Linked DNA regions of Rattus norvegicus: region 1 is linked to region 2. Evidence: chromatin contacts called from public Hi-C data. All regions are on one chromosome and are shown on one strand. Each heading gives the region's core, a stretch centred on a gene start, on an enhancer-like site or on the middle of the called end of the contact. The rest is flanking DNA. Distances are from core to core; before and after follow the strand shown. Region 1 overlaps LOC120093813 (a long non-coding RNA gene). Region 2 has its middle 97 kb from the start of Zhx2.

Region 1 (4,400 bases), core at 1,858-4,357, 430 kb after region 2:
TTTGCACACGACACTGTGTATTGTTCCATCCACACTGTAAGAGCCCAGAGACCAACAGTGTCTCTACAGGCCCCAGCAGACTGGTAGCAATGCTCTGCTTAGACAACATGTGTTAGCCACGGCCCCTCAGTTGAGTGCTTGTGAGAAGCTTCATTCCTGCAAGGCAGATGGCCATTGTGACACCCCAAGGCTGCTTCAACGAGACAAGCAAAGGAGCTCCCACCTTCATGTGGCTTGACAGCTTGCCCTGCTGGCCTGTCATCCGAGTGTCAAAGCAGCTTCTTCAGATACTTCGTTTTCTGGACTTCATCCAAGAAGCTGTTGGACACAGAGAAACTGAGAAACTGCCAGTCACTTTCTCAGCTTCTTCCTCGAGAGAGTCTGCGTGTCAAAAAAACTGTTATTAGGAATGTAAACACTGCAGACATTTGAGCTAGCAAGCAGAGATTCAACCCCTCTTCACTGTTGTTCAATGTATTCCAAGGCAGATGTGGTTGATTCTTCTAAGAGCACCCAGCCATCCTTCCTCTGCAGAGCTGGTGAAGGTAGCTGGGTAATACTTCAGAGTGGGCTGGACAGAAGTCACGAGGAGACAACCATAGGATGGTGGTTCCATGTGTGCACAGGGCTGAGGGGTGACCCCTTCGATGTCTTCTCCAAGATGTGAGAGGAAGTCGCTGCCTTCTACATTCATAGCCCTGGCTTGGGAACAGATTTCTGGATGTCCCCACTGAAATAGGTGAGATCAAGTCTCCCGCCTCCCCTGAGCAGCACCACCCAGGCCTCTCTCCCTTGGCTTCCCAGGAGTGCAGAGAAAGAAGCTGAGCAAACTTTGGGGCCAAGGGAGATGCTACACTCCGAGCCAAAAGGGCAGGTGAAGACCAAAGAGGGTGTGAGTATGTCCTCTCAGGGGACAGGCCAGGCCTAGAACCACTGTGCCACAAATACTATGCACCAGGTGCCTCAGCATGTCCTCTCAGGGGACAGGCCAGGCCTAGAACCACTGTGCCACTGTGCCACAAATACTATGCACCAGGTGCCTCAGCAGAGAGCAATTTCTATTCTTACAGTTCTGAGTCACAGATCAAGCTACCACCATTGCTCTGGTGGTCTCTCTTCTTTGCTCACAGAAGGCCCCTACCCTGCACCTGCGGTGACTGAAAGGTGCAGAGGAGACTGGTAAAGCACATCTCTGGGTATCTCTGAGAGGGCTTTTCCTCCCACGGTTGGTTCCCTGAGGGCCATGATCAACCAGTGATTGACTTCACTGAAGGAAGTATGGCACCAGGAGAGCCCTGGGTCGTTCCCAGCATGCTCTCTGCTTTCTGTCCACTTGCAGATTAAGATGTGAGCCCTTAGCTTCTGTTTCAGTTACCGTGGCTGCTGCTCCTTTCTTTCTGCCCTTTGGAGCCATAAGCCCCAAATAAACTTTCTTTTATAAGTTATCTTGGTCACGGTGTCTAATTACAGCCACAGCAGAGTAATTAACATAGGGGTGTGTCTTTGAAGGAGCCTTTCTCTCTCTCTCTCTCTCTCTCTCTCTCTCTCTCTCTCTCTCTCTCCCCCCCTTCCCTCTCCCTCTCTCCCCCTTTCCCTCCCCCTCTTCCTTTCCCTCCCCCCTTTCCCTCCCTCTCTTCCTTTCCCTCCCCCCACCCCCATCCTGACTGCTGTTCTACCATATCTTTCTATTGTGATGTTTGATGTTTTTTACCTCATACACTGCCAGCTCACTGTTCACTGTCACCTCATACACTGCCAGCTCACTGTTCACTGTCACCTCTAAAATCCAAAACACCGTCTTTCTCCCTTAAAGTTTTTTTTTTTATAGGAGTTTTGTCATTCACAACTACAAAAAAAAAAAAAAAAGAAAAAAGAAAAAAGAAAAAAAAACCCACAAGATGACTCCGGCACGCACGTCCCTGGACGCCCTTGTATTCTAGTGGAAGTGGAGATTGGAGTGGGAGTTTAGGGAGTTGAGGTGGGAGTGAGATACGGGGCGAGCTTAAATGGTTTCTTTTATGTGTTGACATGACTAGACTGTGGGTTGCCCAGATAACTGGGAAGACATCATTCTGGGTCTCTGGGTGGGATCAGCTGCTGGACTTGGGAAACCAGACTTCCCCTCTTAGTGTGGGTGGCTCCGTCTAGTCAGCTGAAGCCAAATGCAGTAAAAAGATCCTCCCTTCCACGGTCAGGAAAGAATTCCTCTGGTCTGGTGGCCTTCAACCTAAAGCACTATTTTTTTTTAACCTGACTTAAAATGGTTCTCTGGCCTTGAGCCTGTGGCCAACATCCAGGAAGTACGCCGCCGCCGCTGCTCTTGGAGAAGCACCCTGAAGCTCTTGGGACTTGCCAGCCTGCATTTTCACATGATCCAGTGTTTTCATCAGCTACTCCTTATTTGTCTCTTCCTTCCCATCTCCTTCTCTTCCCCTTCTCTCTTCTTGGTTCCATTTCTGTGAAGAATCTTGAGTAATACAGATTTTGATACTGTGAATTTAAAGGTCTTGCTTCTAGACACACTCTAAGGTATGAGGGGTCAGGCCCTACTATGGGAATGTAGGGTAGACTCAGTCCCCAACTTAGTCCCTAACGAGCAGGCCTTTTGTGGAGGTTCTGGTGCCAGAGGCTTACCCACCCCAAGGTGCTTTTCCTACCTTTGCCCCTTGGCTCCCTCCCATCCCCACTGCCCAGAACCTGGACTGATACGAGTCCCCTCCCTTTTTCCAGCCCGGCACAGGGAAATCTGAGAGTTGAGTCACCTCAGCCAGGTCTCTGAACACAGCATTTCCTGATCTGAACTGTGTCTCACTCTGCATGGTGGCACCTGCCTGTAATATGAAATGATATGATATATATGATATGATATGATCCCAGTTCTAGAGAAGCTATGGCAGAAAGATCAAGCTAACCAGCCTGGGTTGTACACCAAGTTACAAGCCAGCTTAGGCCTTATAGCAAAGCACTATCCAAAACAAAATAAAAAATTATCTCCACCAGCAGTGGAAGGGTTACTTCTGGCAGCTAACCTCAAATATGCAGTGGCCCTGAAGTTAAAGGAAAGACCCAGGGCTGTTCTAAATATGAATCATCTCTTCCTCATCTGGGTCAGGGACACTTCTGCCAAGAGGCAGAGAGCCAAGAGTACCATTCTGGGAGTCTCCATTGTCACCGTATACAGACACATGTAGGAAATCATCTCCTTCCCGAATGTTCCTTCCACATTCTGCAATGGGTAAGTCTGCAGGTCTGGGCCTGGGAGGTCAGGTTTAACTGCTGCTGTACAGGACCTGAAGCATGTGTCAATCTCCAGGAGTCAGCAACATATTCCTGACTCAAAGAACTGGTATGTTGGCACCAAGATCCCAGAACTGCTGTGCTCATGTTCCCTGAACTTTCTTAGCTTGAGGAAGAAGGGCAGGGAGACAGAGCTGGGGCTGAGGAAACACAGGTGTTGAGGTATAAAAGTGAGAAGCCGGTTGGGGATTTAGCTCAGTGGTAGAGCGCTTGCCTAGGAAGCGCAAGGCCCTGGGTTCGATCCCCAGCTCCGAAAAAAAGAACCAAAAAAAAACAAAAAAACAAAAAAAAAACAAAAAAAAAAAAAACAAAAAAAGTGAGAAGCCATCGACAGATTAGGCAGGAAGACCCTGCCAGTGGACATGGGCCTGGGAAAGAGTCTGGTCTGCTCTTTCAAATGGAAGGCAGCACCAATACCATACCATAGCCTCAGGGGATGAGGCCACCCATCCTACGAGGAAGAAAGAATAAGGAAAAAACAGTATCTTCTACCCTCCTCCGCCCTCCAATTCCCCCGTTCTCCCCTCCAGCCCTGCCCCCCAACTCCTGCAATTTTCCAAGTGCTGGCAATTGGGGAAGATTGAATTGAGCTGCCATTCACTGGCCTGTCATTTGGCCCACTCAGGGCAGTCCCATTAGATTTGTTGGGTCTGAAACACCTACGTCTGATTCAGCCAGAAGATGGAATCAGGGAAAGAGAAAGCAGTCACATGCACACGAGGCTGCCCCTGATTTAATGAGTGTGCAACCCCGCAGCAGCAGAGCCTCATGGGGTTTTGCGTTCCCTCTTTGCTTCTTTGCTAGTTCGTTTGCTTTCCTATCAGGCCCCAAAGCCCTGGAAAGCTGGGTGCAAATAAACTACTTTCTGAGATTACGTCTTTCGAGAAGGTTCCTGTTTAAAACCGTCTCTCTGTAAACACTAGCTTGTATTCATTTGCTAGCGGTGTATGTATGACCCGCGGCTTCTCCAGAGCAAAGCTCATCTTTTATAAAGTTCATGCTGCACGGGGGTTGGAGACATCTGAGACACTGGTGGCTTGGTTCTGCAGGAACTGGCTTCTGAGTTACAGGCCCTCCGTACCTCAAGTAGCCTTTTCCAGGGA
Region 2 (4,507 bases), core at 152-2,651:
ATGAAGGCACAAGGCTGCGGCTTTTTGGAGAGATCCATTAAGGAGTTGTAAATATATATATTACATAGTAAGAAAGTTCAAACACAGTTCTCCAACAGCTTTCCAACTCAGATTAAAGCTAATCCAATTCAAATGAAGAAAAGAAAGAGACAAACAAGTAAATAAAACAAGCATTTTTTACATCTATGTAATGCTTAGATTCCTTCAATGAAAACTATATCTGTGGGAAGTCAGACCATCCTATACAAAATACCACCTGATGAAATAAAAAGTGTAACAAGTACTCAAGATACAAATCTGTTTGATTTCTAATTGAAAAAAAACCTGAATTGAAATATAAGTATTATAGGTAAGTATAATATAAGTTAAGTATAATATAAGTTAATATAATATAATATAAGTATTGAGGTAAGATGTAAAGACGCTGTATCCATCAAAGCCCAGAAGAGGGCAGCCAAGAGCTGCTCCGGTGGCCTCTCAGCCCCACACCCACTTGACACCACAAGGGTCAATAAGTCCTCACCCTGTGCACTGAGGAGCTCAGAATCAACTTGCAAAGATGTAAACGTTGGTGAAAGATGCAGACATGGGGAACGTGGGCCAAAGGAACCCAAGGCGAAGAAGTGCCCAACCAAGATCCTTGGAGAAAACAGAATGGAAAATAGAGACAAAGTAGCCAAGGGTCGGAGGAACAAGTTCCAGGAGGCCAGCAGCTCTGATCAATAACTTCCAGCGGCTCTCTGCTTCCTACCACAGAAGCTCAGGCTAAAACAAAGTCTGGCCATCATCGAGACCTAACATTTGGGGGTTCACTGGGCTTTTCGTTACACATTCAATGTTCCAAGCAAACCAAGGGTATTACCTCTGACCTTCCTTCTCTATGTCTGTATTTCTCCCGTTTCTTCATTTCTTCATCCAAACAGTAAGTCCATGTTCACAACCGGAAGGAAGGAAACAGGATGAACCAGAGGAACTTTCACCTTCAAAGCTGCTGTGATTAGGTAATATACATGCCATCGGCTACAGAGAACACGAACAAGGACGTCAGGAGCCAAAGCAGGCCTCTGGGAAAGGCTTCTCAGAGGAGCTGGCAATCCCCCTGCAGTCAGTCCCTCCCTGGCCTCTACTCTCCACACATCTGATCCTTCAGTGCACGCTGGAACCGTTTGATATTTTCATCCGCCTGTCTGCCTCTTCTGGCTATGTTTCCCTCTGCCCTTTTAGAAATACGCCCCTCATTTTCTCTAGAGCTTGACAGCTACATAGCTCTGGCCAAACCTTTGGTCCACGGTGAGAGAAAGACTGTTCAGGAAGTACCTCTGAGACAAGTCAGTCAGGTCTCGTCCCTGGACTCCACAGCCTCAATTAGAAATGAAGATAGCCCCTCCTCCAGACTAGATGAGTCAGCCTGAACAGCAGATACGGTTCTGACAGACAGACACTGAACCGTGTCTTTCTCTTCATAGAGGATTCTGACGGTGGGGGAGAGGAGTGAGGGGGAAGGGAGGGGGAGGGGAAGAGAAACTTGAGACCCACTCAACTGAATCCAAGAATTCAGTTGCCCTGGATTAGAGCTAGGCCTGTGTTCAACTGCATAGCGAGAGCCCAGCTCGTGCAAAGCATTATTTACTTTTCCTCAATGGACTCAGAAGGCCAGAGGCAGGATCTGCTCCAGGCTCTGCGAAGACATCAAAGACCAGTCAGTGTCTTTGTGGAATTTATCAGGAGGATCTCGTCATACTCCCAGAAAGAGATCACATCCACATTCCAGACCTGAAGGGGACAAGCACGTGAACTGCCTGGCTTACTGTGGCCTCCCACATGGCTGTGCGCTCACCCCAAAGGAAAACTTCCTTGAAAATAAAGGTCACATTTCTTTATTTCAGCCCACTAACCTGATTACTGGTTGAATTTCATTGGCCCATGTTCATTCAGTCTGACTGCACAGGACAAAACAGAGATCACACCCCATTCCTTTTGGGGGGACATGTCTGTTACAGCCCATAATTAACCCTTCTGTGAAAGCCAATCTGTCTTTGCCCGACTGCACCCAGCATTTGCTTCTAGAAGGTTCCAGAGTAACACAGTCAGAGAAGCTTTGTAAGTACTACATGCAGTAAATTAAATAACCATTAAGGCAATCTATGTCCAAGCCAACACTGCTCACCCCCATGGTCCAATGGCCCCGCCCCTCACAGGGCTTCATCTTTAGCTGTGTGTCTGCTGCGATTAGGTTTGCTTAAGCTTTAATGTCCATGTGCAACAGCAAAACTTTACTGAACACCCAGTGGATGCCGAGTGCTTTAAACAAGTGAAAAATGTACCCAAGGGAAGAACTGGGACTTGGTTTTTTGGTGCGGCTTGAATTTTTTTTTTTTACTTTATTGCTTTTCCTTTATAAACACTTTTAGAAGACAGTAGTGAAGGAATTTGGAAAGTAATTTTCAAATACATGGCTATCTATTTGAAAAAATGAAAAAGTTTATATATATATATATATATAAAATTTCATGTGGGAAAAATTTCTGAATGTGATGATTGCAGAGTCTTGCAGAATATATGTTGGCAAATAAAGCCTAGGAAAAAGTAACTTTTGTTTGAGTTTGGCAATCACAGACATTATTAAATAATCTTCCCTTCACTAAGATTCTTTTCTGCTCTCACCCTTTTACACATCAAAGTCCTGTCTTGCAGTCAGTCCTTCCCAGGCCTTCAGCCATTATCCTGTCTCTGTCCCACTAAAACCTCCTGAAGAGCAAAGGGGGTCCCAGAGAGAAACAGGCTTCCCACTCCAGGTGGCAATGGTACCCCCATAACATCAGGGGGAGCAGCTGCTCCCATTGGCAGTTTTAAGGTAGCATTCTCTAAGGACCCTGAACAAGGAGTGTCACCAGTCTTCAGCATCCAAAGCCTTGTAAGTGATGTTGTATATTTGGACGTGGTAATAATGAATGAAAAATGCCATTCGCACTCATAGAGAACACACACACACACACACCACACACACACACATATACCCACCACCCACACATACACACCACACACACACACACACCACACACACATACACATACACACATACCACACACATATATATACACACACATACATACCACATACCACACACACATACACATATACACATACACCACACACACACACACATATACACGCCACCCACACATACACACCACACACACACCACACATACACATGTACACATACACACCACATACACACAACACACACATACACATACACACAACACACACATATATATACACACACATACATACCACATACCACACACATACACATATACACATACACACCACACACACACACATACGCACACACCACACACATATATTATATACACACATACATACCACATACCACACACATACACATATACACATACACACCACACACACACACATACGCACACACCACACACATATATTATATACACACACATACATACCACATACCACACACATACACATATACACATACACACCACACACACACCACACACACACACACATACACACACGCACCACACACCACACACATACACATACCACACACACGCACCACACACATACACATACACATACCACACACACATACACACTCCAGGTATGGTGGTATGGTGCTTGATTGCTGGGTCAGTTGTCTCCTCTTGTGTTCCCACCACAACTTGCCTGTGTGGTGCTCAAAAGTGTCTAGTGTCATTGAGAAACTGAACCTTTATTTTAGTTAATTCCAAAGTAAAATGTTAAAACCTAAAGTCCAGTTATTGGAGAACTTGAGAAGTTCTGTTTGAAACATAATGAGGGGAGAATGAATTTGTATTTTCTTTTCAGCTTTAAGTTTTATAAACCTGAAATACAAATTGATTTTTTTATAAAAATATATTGTGTGGGTATCAGGAACTGCTTTTGTCTCCAGCAGTGACATCACCTGTAGGCGACAGGGACCTGCATATCTCTTGCCATGGCAATGGCCATACATTCCCAGCATACATTTGGTTCAGCTCACACCTTCACCTGGGAGCAGTGACATCACAGTCTAAATAAAAATGGACCCTCCTGCCCCTCTCCTCCCTCTTTTTTCTCTCTTCTCTCTCTTTTCCCCTCTTGTCTCCGTTGTCCTCAATAAACCTCTTCCACATGGGACTGTATTAGCCAGGTGTGATCTGTCCTAACCCCAGCTATGGTTCTATCACAGCATATTATCCAATTGAAATGTCAGTGAAATTCATAGCATTCATCTAAATTCATAGTATTTCATCTAAACATGTAAAGTATCTCATTCACAATGTTTCTTCAGAAAATATGTACAAATAATAGTATCTTGGATATCTTGGTTACACTAAACATGTTATCAAATTTGACTGCACATGTTTCTGTTTCCTTTTTATAGTGTAGTAACTAGGAACTTTATCTGCCCATGTTTGTTACTTTTGTGTCCCTGGCTCTAAAATATCTTCTCACAAAAACAA

The links. Hi-C and Micro-C count contacts between places; a contact is called where the count stands out from the background.
Region 1: a Hi-C map of psoas muscle shows a contact between it and region 2, with 5 times the contacts expected there. The contact joins two enhancer-like sites. A contact is called at or near these places in 9 of 12 Hi-C or Micro-C datasets (the A7r5 cell line, the Rat2 cell line, Schwann cells and 6 more).

What each region holds. Positions count from the first base shown.
Region 1 is chr7:91,441,229-91,445,628 of GRCr8, forward strand. It overlaps LOC120093813 (a long non-coding RNA gene), which reads left to right. Exons shown (of 2, transcript XR_005487502.2): 2 at 1-1,445. Among named protein-coding and RNA genes, the nearest start is that of C7h8orf76, 16 kb to the right of the region's middle. Within about 2 kb of position 3,108, at least 17 of the 93 cell types and tissues checked have an H3K27ac peak or open chromatin away from gene starts, as enhancers often do.
Region 2 is chr7:91,017,275-91,021,781 of GRCr8, forward strand. No RefSeq gene overlaps it. Among named protein-coding and RNA genes, the nearest start is that of Zhx2, 97 kb to the right of the region's middle. Within about 2 kb of position 1,402, at least 6 of the 93 cell types and tissues checked have an H3K27ac peak or open chromatin away from gene starts, as enhancers often do.